Regions from separate parts of the Mus musculus genome. Here all the other regions are linked to region 1. A link is a contact called in public Hi-C, HiChIP or PLAC-seq and promoter capture Hi-C data. All regions are on one chromosome and are shown on one strand. The core of a region is the stretch at or near the end of the contact, and the rest is flanking DNA. Distances in the headings are between cores, read along the strand shown.

Region 1 (2,700 bases), core at 132-2,631:
TGCATAGGAAATGAAGTAGGCGCCATGCATATCAAGAATGATGCAGAGGTCGATATGCAATATACACATGCAATACACTCTTCCTTTATATTCAAGAACCTAAGAAACAAATCAAGTAAAAAATGTTTGAATTTACATTAGGTGCTGAAACGATTTTTTTTTAAGTGAGCACTTTTTGCTTTATCTTTGCAATTTTAAGAGTCACAGAATAACTCTACCTCGGCATGATACTAACTTATAATAAGAAAACCTAACTGCCTGTCTGAAGCTAAGAACCCAGACAGTTACATACCTCTGCCACGCTACAACTGATTTTAAAATGCTTGTAGATATTACCCAAATAGTAATTTCAGATATCTTACCCTATCCCCTATATTCAAGCGGCATTCCTCTGGAAATCAAAAACACAGCGCAAAAGGGGAATCCTGAAGGCAGAACCAGAGCTACTTCTGCTAATTAAGCAATCTTGGAAAGGAAGTAGGCAAAGGGAAGGAACTCAAGCAGTTGTCTGCAAAAGTGATCCCTTGCAACTTCCAGTCACTTCCCCTTGAGCTCCAAGACATAAACTTTTAGGAAAGGAAGGCGCCACACGCAGAAGCCCAAAGTTACTCTCTTCACAATTTAATAAGTCCTTGGGTTCGGTGAAAGATGTCCTGGAGATACACAGATTCGGTGAACCGTATAGAAGAAAGAAAATACGTTCCCTTTCTCGTTTGGGTAACCAAACAATGGACCAACTAGCAGCGCCTCCAAATCATCCCGGTGCATGGAGGGTCCTTTAAGCTAAAACACCTGCAAAGCTGGGCGGCTTCTCCCTCTGCCCTTCCCATCCCCAAAACTGGACCAGGTCTGGTGTCTCCTGCACTGTTAACCCAAGGGCCACTCGGACTCCGCCAGGGACCAGTTGCTGAGGCCAAGGCCACCGCGCTGGGAACTGAACCAGTAGGTGCGGTCTACCCTCCCACCAAGCCAGGGCCGGACCTCCGCGCGGCACGGGGACAAGCAGTCAGTACCTGTCCTCCGAGACGCTGATGACACCCTCTTCTTTAGGTACAATCACCGCCATGTTGACCACCTCCTGCGACCCCTCGACCCGCTGCAGCAGGATCGGCTTGCGGGTCAGTGGCTGGGGCTGGATCTCCGCCGCCATCGGAGGGGGCGCGCCCGGGGAGCAGCCGAACGCGCCGGGGGACTTGGCTGAAGAGAACGCTCAGGCTTGCGCTCAGGATCGGGCTGCGAAGCGGAGCGGGCCTTTGGGAGCCAGCGACCATAGCCCTGCCGCCTGTCCAGGGAATGTGCCCGCTCTGGCTTCCAAAACCAACACCGCCGCCACACTAGCCGCAAGCCGGCGCCACCTAAGAGAGTAGGGGGCGGGGAGCAGGGGGCGGGGCGGGGCGGGGCCCTGTCGCAAGGCGGCCAACCCACTTCCGGAGGATGGGCACTAGCAGCCAATGCGCGTGCGTCAGTCCAGGAGCCACTTCCGCCCCGCCGCCCGTAAGTAACCGAGGCCCGCAGTGCTGTCAGGACGCATGCGCCCCGCAGTCCTTTACTTTCCCTTCCACACCCAAAGCTTTGTCCCCTCCCTCATAAAAAAAAAAATCTGTGAATGCGCGTGCCCAGAGCCCCACCCTCTCCAGACTCTGGGGGCGGGGAAAAGCCTACGTCAGCCGCACCGGAAAAGCGCCTGCAGGAAGGATAGAGGCTAAACTAGTTGGGACGTGAGTGTGCATGCGCGCAGATGACTCACCGCTAAGTTTTAACAATAACACACCGGAGAGGGCGCTGTGCTGTCGGCCGTAGAGAAACGGCTCTTGCCAGCACCGCGTGGACTCTTGGGGGTTGTAGTTTCCTCCATCCTCGACGTCCTTGTTCTAGAAAGCAGTAACGCCCACTTCTCAGCCCAGGAGAGATGTGGGCAAACGAAACTCTGCGCCTTCTGTGGGTTATTGCCCAAGTCAGAGGCAGAAATAGTGTAGTATCTAAGAGGGAGAACTAAAGAGCAAGCCCTGCTGAGCAAGACTTCTCTCGGGGTCACACTGCCACCGGTTTTAGTGAGATATGAGGGTAGAGGAAGAAGAGACTCTCATACAAGCTTCTTTGAGGGAGTTTAGAGATCATGGTATCAATCTTCTCTTTGTATTATGAATAAAGGACTCACACTTGAACCTAAGTCTTTTTGTCCAGTCTTGTTTCCAATCCCTAGCAATTGAACATTTTTGCTTTTCCAGTGACAACGGACAGTTAATAAATACAATCACAATATAATATAGAATGACTGTAATAAGGAGAATAAAATGTTGACTGGGCTATGGGGAAATTGGAACTCCTTTACAATTCAGGTGGGGATGTAAAACAGTCTCTTTTGGGGGGGGGGGAATGTAGTATTGCTTCAAAGGATAAACATTGCTACTGTCAGGTCCAAAAGAAACGGTGGGGTACTAGATATCTGTGATTTCCATTAGCATAGCAAAGCAAGGCGAACCTTGAAAGCAAAATGCTAAATGAAAGGAACTAATCATAGAGGACCGTTTATTTTATGATTCCACTTACGTGAAATAATCAGACTAGTGTTTGTACAGAATTGAGAGAGAAAGGAATAAAGCAGTCAGAAGGCTGTCTTCCGTTCATGTATGTCTGTTCGCCAGGTGTGTGCCTGGATCCCTGGAACTGGAGTTATGGAAAGTTGTGAGCTCTAAGTGG
Region 2 (2,700 bases), core at 116-2,615, 170 kb after region 1:
CAGCCACAGGCCTTCACTGAGGGGGCTGCCCCCTCCTGCTGAGAAGCAGGAGGAGAGAAGAAAGAAGGTGACCTGCAGGAGAGGCAGCATGGAGACTGGACACCTGCAGTTCAGAGGGAGGGGAAGTACAGAGAGAATGCTGGTGACAAGGAAGACAAGGTGACAAGGCTCATCATCTGGGAACTGGGGCACCTGGCTCTGTTTTCAGTGGCCAGGTATGGCCCAAAGGACAGTCTCGCTTCACTTTCTTGCTTACCCACCATGCTCCTACATGTCTAGGATGCTTGGTTGGGCTGGGATCTTTTTGAAAACTCAACCCCGTGCTGGAAGATCTGCTCCTCTTACTGTACGTGAGGCCTTGGAAAAGTCCTGGTTATAGTGAAACAAGTCATTATGTTAAGAAATGTCAAAGTGCATCCTATGGTTTCCTAGTACTTAGCCTGCTTATAGCTGAGCCATGTTTCTTATGAGTCATTATAATATTAACCATACTCAAAGTTTATCTTTTAGGCTAAAAAGATTATATATTCTTGGTTGATATTCTCACATCCATACTAGGTATCGTAACTATAGTCATGGGGGCTGTGCTCTAGAGAACTCAGTGACTCACTGGTAGGGGGAGAATAACAGAGTTATGACAGATCCTGGCCTTTAAGAGTACTACATAAAATATTAAGAACATATATGTATGTTCTAAGAGTGATGAATGGGATAGCTGGGCCTAGAATATTAGATTTCATGCTACGTAGTAGATTATTCCACAGAGTAGAACAATAATAATAGAAAGCTCCTCCTCAGAACTGTGTCCTCCCAGGAAGAGGGGCTACCATGAGTAGCAAAGGAATCCAGAAGGGAGCAAGAAGAGCAGAGCAGAGCACTTTCACTACAGTAGCAATCTTTGCTAATTGCTTCAACTGTGGAATCAGACTAGGCCAATGGGAGAGAAATACCCAGTCCAAAGCACTTCCTATACAAGCTTATAAGCAAAGGCCTGGGCTCAGTGGAATTCCCTTTAAATAAAGATCTAAGAGAAAAAGCCATGTTTCCCAGCTCTTCCCTTCAGGGCTGAACACAAATACACGTGACCTCGGAACCCACGGAGTGGGAATTTGCATGGGTGCGTATGTCTAGAGAGAAAGTAGGCTTTACTCTAAGGTCATTAGTGAAAGCTTCAAGTCCTACTTTGAGAGTTCGTGCAGCTTCTATCAGCTTCCGAGACAAGAGCACTTGCAACCCTTAGCAAATAGACTTTGATGCCCAGACTCCTGGTGACCCAGGTCCTGCCATGACTACCAGGGATGTGTTGTATACTCACCGACTCTTTAATCAAATGGTAGTTTCCTTGTTTGATTCTGTTCTTGTGCCTTGAGCATCAACATGCTGCCCTTTTTAAAAGAGTAGGAGCAGAATGTGCCCCGAATCACAAGACATCCCAGGGAGGAAGCTGGTAATTGCCGTCTCTGCCGGCGATGTCTCTACCACTCCGTCCAAATTCCTGGAGCCTGGACGTTCTGCAGGGAGCCAGGAGAAGCATCTCAGCTGTAGGCAGCAAAGCCCAGATGAGAGCAGAGTATGCCTCGGGGACAGAGCCAGCCATGCCCATCAAGCCTTCTAAGGCTTGTGACCTGGTTGTACCAGCAAGGAACCCTCCATCTAGCCCTTTATGACTTTGAAGAATTCCGAGATAACTCTGGGTTTTTGCTGGGTGCCAGGTACCTAGTGCCTCTCTCCTCCTCCTGGAAACAAAACAATAGGTCAGTCTTTGAGCATGGCCTGGAACTTTCAGCAAGTGCAGGGCTGAAAAAGAAAAAAAAGCAAGCAGTGCAAAGTCTGGTTCAATCAGGTTAGAGCAAGACAGCTGGCCTCATCCATTATTAACAAAATCGAGTGTACCTGCTGTGTAATATGAGCCCTAGAACAGTCCTCAGATACAGTGCAACAAGCCCACTATAATAATTTAAGAAAGAGAGATCCCATGGGGGGTCCCTTTAACTTGACAAGTACTCACACCCCTATAATCAGTGGGCAATTCACTTTAAAGTTTAATCATAGATATTCAATCCAAGGGTATTTTGGGTCTTAGGATAGTTACAGTTCTGTAGCTGTTTCATATGAAATCTCTTCAAATCTTGAATTTTGATGTAAATTCACCATTGTGTGTCTTGGACTCTAAGCTACAGTATGGCAGGGGAAAGAAATGTATTTAACTTCTGTCAAAGTACCCAGAGAAAGCATTCATTCCATCTATTCGTGCATCCAAGAACTAGCTCCTGATTGCCTGCTGGGCCCCAAGGCTCTAGGCCTGGTTGGGGAATGTAGCATTGAATCAGCAGCCTGGGCTACACTCTCACTGGACTCTTGTCTTTCACTTTGAACGTGGACTTTAGATGTTTACACTGACAGCGTTAAACAGAAAGCTGCAGTAAATCCAAGGGCTTTTTGCGATGCCTCAAGGTTCTTAAGGTGGACTGACTTTAGCTAAAGTCGATTAATTAAGTAATTGCCAATAGCAGTACGGAGAGATGCCTGAGAAACGACTTCTGAAATTGGGCAATCTGGCTGTGTCACTTCTGTGAATGTGATTTCCTAACTTTATGAATGTACAATTCTAAACTGCTTTTGAAAACATTTTCATGAAACAATGCCAGGAAAACTTTAAATGCTCGAGACATTTCTCACATGGACTAAATATTTCAATGT
Region 3 (2,700 bases), core at 79-2,578, 130 kb after region 1:
TAAATTGTAGATTGTATTAAGACAATTTTTGTTTCTTTTTACTTTAGGCCAAAATTGAATCTGATAGAGTCATCGGATCCGTAGGCAAAAAAGTAGTACAGGAAACTGGAATTAAAGTCCGAAGCCGGTCACATGGGTTGTCAATGGCGCATAGGAAAGGTTTTCAAGTGCTGCAGGGTATTTCGGAGGATGTCCCCCACAGGTTGCTAGACCTTAATATGAAGGAGTACACTGGGTTCCAGGTTGCTTTACTAAATAAGGTAACAGTCAGTTTAACATTGCTTTAGTTGTGTTGTAGTCTGTCATAGAGCAAGTTATAGTTCATATTAACTAACAGTTTGTCGAGGCTTCAAAAGGCTCACTTCTATATGGCTGTAGAATGATACTTAATATATTACCACTGAACCTTTGAATTAAAACAGAAATTGTATATAGTATGTGAATGAATGAGTTGATTGATAGTGAAAACAACGGCTTAAAGATTCCATCAAGTTACAGAGCTGATATTAGAATTCACTTACACTTAAGACCTTAGCATGCTTTATAACTCATTATTAAAATTATTTTTTTCAGCAACCTTTCTGTAGACAATAGAATAGCCGAGCTGATATATGGGAATACAAAGAGTCTGGAATAGCTGAAGCAGTTTTGGAAAAGGAATAAAGTTTGGACAATTGCAGATGCGTAATTTAGAACTGAAAAACTGCTGTGATTATGGCAAAGTGATTGTGTGGTTAAATACAGAGGCGAGGTAGAATGGAATAGGGCAGGTCACACACAGTCATTTAACATGCCATGGGAATCAAAGTGGGAAAAGCCTCTTAAAAGTAGCTACAGCAGTGGGTATCCCTATACAACATAATTACCTCATATTTGATGTAATCATAATCATAAGAATTAAACCTTAAGCATACAGAAGAAAAAAAGAAAACATCTTCATAGTGTTTAAAGCTAATGAAGATTTTTGTAGTATAACACAAATCCAAAAAGAACACAAACCCAAAAAGTTGGTAAATTGAACCTTTTTAAAATTAAATATCCTCTCTTCAGTGAACTGGTATAACTTGAGATGTAGTTGAATGGTCGAATGATTGCCTAACATCTGAGAGCCCCTGGTTTCACTCTCAATACTATATATATTTTAAAAAAGAAGAAAAGAAAACCAAAGTAGGCAAGGTACAGGTCAGAGAAGCACAGAACTTGTGATAAAAGACTGGAATCAAGATATTGACATCCAGACCATGAAAGTGCTCTAAGCTATGTGTGACGATGTCAGCCAACTGTAAGCTCACATGCTTGCTCTTCAGGCCCACATGCTCAGAGAGCAGAGTGCTGATCAAACTCTTCTAGAGGTTAAAGAAGGGCTTTTGTTAACTGATTTGCTTCCCTTACCCAGAGCATACTAAAAGATCTTAAAACTTAGCGGTTGCTTTATTTTGTTGAGCTTACCAGAAAACGTCTTATCTTTTGGCCTTAAAATGTTGTAGTTAATATTGTATCGTCGTGTGTTTGTTTTCTTTTGCTCTTTCAAAGCTGCCTAGTTAGCTTAGTTATTTTAAATTTCATTTTTGAGCCTATGCTGCAGGCTAAAGAGATTTTAAATTCTTTTTAGAAATATTTTATCCTTGACTGTGTTTGTGTAGGATTTGAAGCCTCAGACCTTTAGAAACGCTTATGATATACCAAGACGGAACCTTCTGGATCATTTAACAAGAATGAGATCGAACCTTTTAAAGAGCACCCGCAAATTTCTTAAAGGCCAGGATGAAGGTTAGAGTATGATTTTAAATATTATTTCTGTTTTTAAAACAACCTTTCTTTATAATTGGTAAGGAGATGATAATATACATTGTACAAACTTGTAGTATTCTCATTAATTCAAGTAGGTGATGTAAAGCACTCAGATATACATTCATATAATTAAAAATAAAAATGTTTAAAAGGGTGATTCATCCCTTATTTTCTACACTTCTCCTTCATGTCATTGTTAACCACAACTCCTCTTACCAGTTTATTCACACTTCTTCAGGCACCTGGACTCCTACGGTCATTTTATTGGGCTGTGTTAGCATCTGATAGTTTGACTCTGGGTGACCATTTCATGGCATATTCTGCTACTTCCTTGTTTCTATGGCATCTGTTGTAATTCACACCATGAGCTCTTGCTATGACTAAAGCCTTCTCATCATTACACGTCTTTATTCATGTGCTAGTTTCACTCTACTATTTTCTACAAATTCTACTTTATTTTGCCTACAAGATAAAATTAGTACTTTAAATTTACTTTTGAAGAATTAAAAGCTGTTACATTTATACATGCTCTATACTAACTTCCAGTGGGTAGTAAAATGGGGTTGGTATTCATATATGGGATAGCTAGAGTAATTATTAGTGATGATAACTTTTGTTTGATATATTCTCTCTGAAAAGATCAAGTGCACAGTGTACCTATAGCACAAATGGGGAATTACCAGGAATACCTCAAGCAAGTACCTTCTCCATTGAGAGAACTTGATCCTGATCAGCCTCGAAGGTTGCATACATTTGGCAATCCCTTTAAACTGGATAAAAAGGTAACTCTGAAATGTTCTATGATATAATTTGTTGGATAGCTGTGGTCAATTTAGCTTAAGTTATTTTTGGGGAGGAATATCTCATTAAAGTATTAATATTAAGAGTTTAATTTATCAATTAAAGAAT
Region 4 (2,700 bases), core at 153-2,652, 230 kb after region 1:
AGCTAGCGATAAGATGGTTATTCCCTACATCACTGAACCCACTTTAGAAGAGGGCTAGCTTATGACACCATCTCAGTATTTTTCAGTTGAACAAATCTACGTGTCACCTATTGGACTTCAGTATCTGTCATAAGGTCAGTACTGCTCCAAGAGTCAGGATCCACTGGTGAGCACCGGGTTAGCACAGGGAGAAAGCAAGGTTTTACAGAAGGTAGCTGCTCGGTAGACTCCCTCCATCTCCCATGCCAGTCCAGGGCAGCCTGGGAGTGGACTGCAGCAGGAAAAGGTACTGACAAGCCTCTCTTCTGTGTGGTATCTCTGACGTCTTTTAGGGATCACTCAGCTTGGCCGACGGGACTGTGCTGGGGGGACAGTTCACAGAGGAAAGGGTAGAAATACTGAGACTGGAGTTGGGTTTCAAAGATAATCCTTGTGAGGTTAGCATTCCAAAGCAGGGGTACTGTGGGGAACAAAGGCAGATGCCATCTCAGGGATCCAGGACACTCACCTTTACCTTCCTGTCTCTTGGTGGTGATGCATTGGATCCTGTCCCAGAGGTGTGCCATCACCCTAAGTTATTTTTTTCTCCTTTCTGAGGTTAATATATTTTTTAAAATCACTATCAGCTATTGACTTGGAGTCAAAGTTCTGGGCTGGGGTGAGCCATAGGGGCTTATCATCATCATCATCACCATCACCACCACCACCATCATCATCTTCCCAGCAGAGGCTTGGAAAACCTAAGCTGGAATTGAGCCAATCTTCTACAGCAGTCTGTCTTGAGGGCTCCGCAACTGCCACTTGAGCCGATACTGGCCATAACCTGCTCTTAGAAATGAAGTCTGATTGCAACTCAGCCACTCCCATTCACATATCTTTTATTTTTCATGCTGCAATAGAAGCGATAGCAACACATTTGGATAAAGTTTAAAACATGATGTGACAAACTTTAAAATACTTATCATTTAGCCCTTTCCAGAGGTTGGCTTTTTCAGAGGTTGATCCAGAATCAGGACAGTCCACGTTTTTATTTATTTACACCGAGATGACCTCAGAGTCCTGCAAAGTCCAAAGAGAGAGGCCCAGGCTTTCCTTGTGAGGATGGTGGACCCGAGGCTGATGGACAGTGATGCGTAAGAGAGCTTGAAGGTCCTGCTGGAAAGGCTCCGAGAGTGCATCTGAGCTGGTGTAGGCCCTTCCAGAGAGGAGGCAAGAAGCACCACGCTGGCAGGGAACAGAACACGCCCATGCTTTTCTTTCCCACGATTAAACAGAATCTGGGGATAGTTTGGCATTGATCCCAATGCCAGAAGTTGGCATTTGGTGAGGTGGGGTTGTAAACATAGCCTCACTGGGAGGTCTGGTCACCATTCACACGGTGGCAGCAACGGACAACAGATGGGGAAGCTGGGTGACTGTAGTGTCCGCTCTCCCCAAGGCTCCTGCGCACTAGCTGGAGGCTGGCCCTGTGGGACAGCACCACACACTTTCCTACTTTGGGGCATGGGGCACTGGCTCACATGGACAATCAAAAGGACAGCCAAAAATGTTCCAAGCATTTTAACTGTTTACTGGGCACAGTGCTACAAATTACAAAAGATGGCTCTGGTCATTTATGGAGAGATATATGTAGCCCTTTCGAAACGTGTGCTTTTTAAAGTCAGAGATTCTCCTGCCTGCTTCCCCAGCATACCTCATAACCTGTTATTTGTAACTGCAGGCCATGAATCCCCTTATACAAATCAGTCCAGAAGGGACGGTCTGCAGGCTTGCTTACCAACATGAGTCGGCTGAGGAAGAGTGTGCAAAGGTAGCTTTCATACTCAGAGTATTTTGTAAGTGTGCAAGGCATTGGGTACTCATGCTAAGTCTTTATAAGGCTTGCTAGCCAGTTGTGTGTAGACCCAGATTTTCAAGTGCTGAATGGTTTCAAAGCAAGGCTTTCTGCTGTCTGCTGTAGGTTGCTGGCTGTTCTATGAAGCACCCACCGGAAGCAGCACTTCTGGATTCTACGGTCCTGGGTCCCTGTGTGACAGTGGGCACTAGGAAGGCATGCATTCTGTACTGCACACTGACGTGGGGCCAGTCCCTGGGTGTTCTTTCCCCCTTCAACACTTTGGCCTTAGTTATTTTACTTTCTGAGTGTGAACAATTGTCAAGTCAGCTCTGGCTATGTCTTCTTTTTCAGTTCAAATAATTATATGAGGCATTATACTGTATAATTGAGCATTCAAAAATAGATTTTGTGAGCTAAGTGTGTTGAAAATGTATTTCCATAAAAATGTCAGGTGTTTGTTTCTTCTTCTTCTTCTTCTTCTTCTTCTTCTTCTTCTTCTTCTTCTTCTTCTTCTTCTTCTTCTTCTTCTTCTTCTTCTTCTCCTTCTTCTCCTTCTTCTTCTCCTTCTCTTCCTCCTCCTCCTCTCCCTCCTCCTCCTCCTCCTCTTCCTCCTCCTCCTCTTCCTGCTCCTCCTTTTCCTCCTCCTCCTCCTTCTTCCTTTTTCTGAACCTCTAGAAATATGGCACCTGTCAGCTAAGGATAGGTGGCATGGTCAACATGCCAACAGTCTCCCAAGACAGATAATTAAGTTCTAGTCAGCTGGCAAATGGGGCTGAGAGCACCCTGTGAACAAAGAGCTGGTCACAGTGGTACCCGAGTTTCTGTGACTGAGTCTGTCTGAAAGCCAAGATGCGCTCAGATGT

Evidence for each region. A called contact is a pair of places that touch in the nucleus more often than the background predicts. HiChIP or PLAC-seq counts read pairs in DNA pulled down with a chosen protein or histone mark. Capture Hi-C pulls out chosen DNA fragments and counts their contacts.
Region 2: a promoter capture Hi-C map of adipose tissue shows a contact between it and region 1. The contact joins the promoter of Serpine3 here to the promoter of Wdfy2 in region 1. A contact is called at or near these places in 4 of 39 promoter capture datasets (HPC-7-derived erythroid cells, liver, stem cell-derived epiblast-like cells and 1 more), 1 of 484 Hi-C or Micro-C datasets (nephron progenitors), 2 of 115 datasets of contacts at active chromatin or transcription factors (bone marrow-derived macrophages and embryonic stem cells) and 2 of 9 other capture datasets (adipose tissue and embryonic stem cells).
Region 3: an H3K4me3 HiChIP or PLAC-seq map of bone marrow-derived macrophages shows a contact between it and region 1, with 4 times the contacts expected there. The contact joins the enhancer-like site here to the promoter of Wdfy2 in region 1. A contact is called at or near these places in 13 of 39 promoter capture datasets (the 3T3-L1 cell line, 3T3-L1-derived adipocytes, the C10 cell line and 8 more), 13 of 484 Hi-C or Micro-C datasets (the G1E-ER4 cell line, Th1 cells, bone marrow-derived dendritic cells and 8 more), 9 of 115 datasets of contacts at active chromatin or transcription factors (the SCID.adh cell line, acute myeloid leukemia, bone marrow-derived dendritic cells and 4 more) and 3 of 9 other capture datasets (adipose tissue, liver and pancreatic islet).
Region 4: a contact with region 1 is called in a Hi-C map of cerebral cortex, with 2.3 times the contacts expected there. The contact joins the enhancer-like site here to the promoter of Wdfy2 in region 1. A contact is called at or near these places in 3 of 484 Hi-C or Micro-C datasets (cerebral cortex, liver and olfactory sensory neurons) and 1 of 115 datasets of contacts at active chromatin or transcription factors (forebrain).

What each region holds. Positions count from the first base shown.
Region 1 is chr14:62,836,371-62,839,070 of GRCm38.p6, reverse strand. It overlaps Wdfy2 (WD repeat and FYVE domain containing 2), which reads right to left and starts at 1,381. Exons shown (of 12, transcript NM_175546.4): 1 at 1,014-1,381. The coding sequence starts at 1,150. Gm26536 (predicted gene, 26536) reads left to right here and starts at 540. Exons shown (of 2, transcript NR_168886.1): 1 at 540-946; 2 at 1,051-2,170. Mir8098 (microRNA 8098) reads right to left here and starts at 1,350; the gene lies at 1,214-1,350.
Region 2 is chr14:62,662,332-62,665,031 of GRCm38.p6, reverse strand. It overlaps Serpine3 (serpin peptidase inhibitor, clade E (nexin, plasminogen activator inhibitor type 1), member 3), which reads right to left and starts at 1,365. Exons shown (of 9, transcript NM_001199945.1): 1 at 1,316-1,365; 2 at 1-103. The coding sequence starts at 90.
Region 3 is chr14:62,702,244-62,704,943 of GRCm38.p6, reverse strand. Ints6 (integrator complex subunit 6) reads left to right here. Exons shown (of 19, transcript NM_008715.2): 12 at 48-260; 13 at 1,644-1,770; 14 at 2,431-2,573. Among named protein-coding and RNA genes, the nearest start is that of Serpine3, 40 kb to the right of the region's middle. Within about 2 kb of position 1,328, at least 2 of the 459 cell types and tissues checked have an H3K27ac peak or open chromatin away from gene starts, as enhancers often do.
Region 4 is chr14:62,606,648-62,609,347 of GRCm38.p6, reverse strand. Fam124a (family with sequence similarity 124, member A) reads right to left here. Exons shown (of 4, transcript NM_001243857.1): 4 at 863-2,700. The coding sequence ends at 2,693. Among named protein-coding and RNA genes, the nearest start is that of Gm52153, 20 kb to the left of the region's middle. Within about 2 kb of position 1,402, at least 8 of the 459 cell types and tissues checked have an H3K27ac peak or open chromatin away from gene starts, as enhancers often do. A contact at or near this core is called in cerebral cortex, where this site is marked.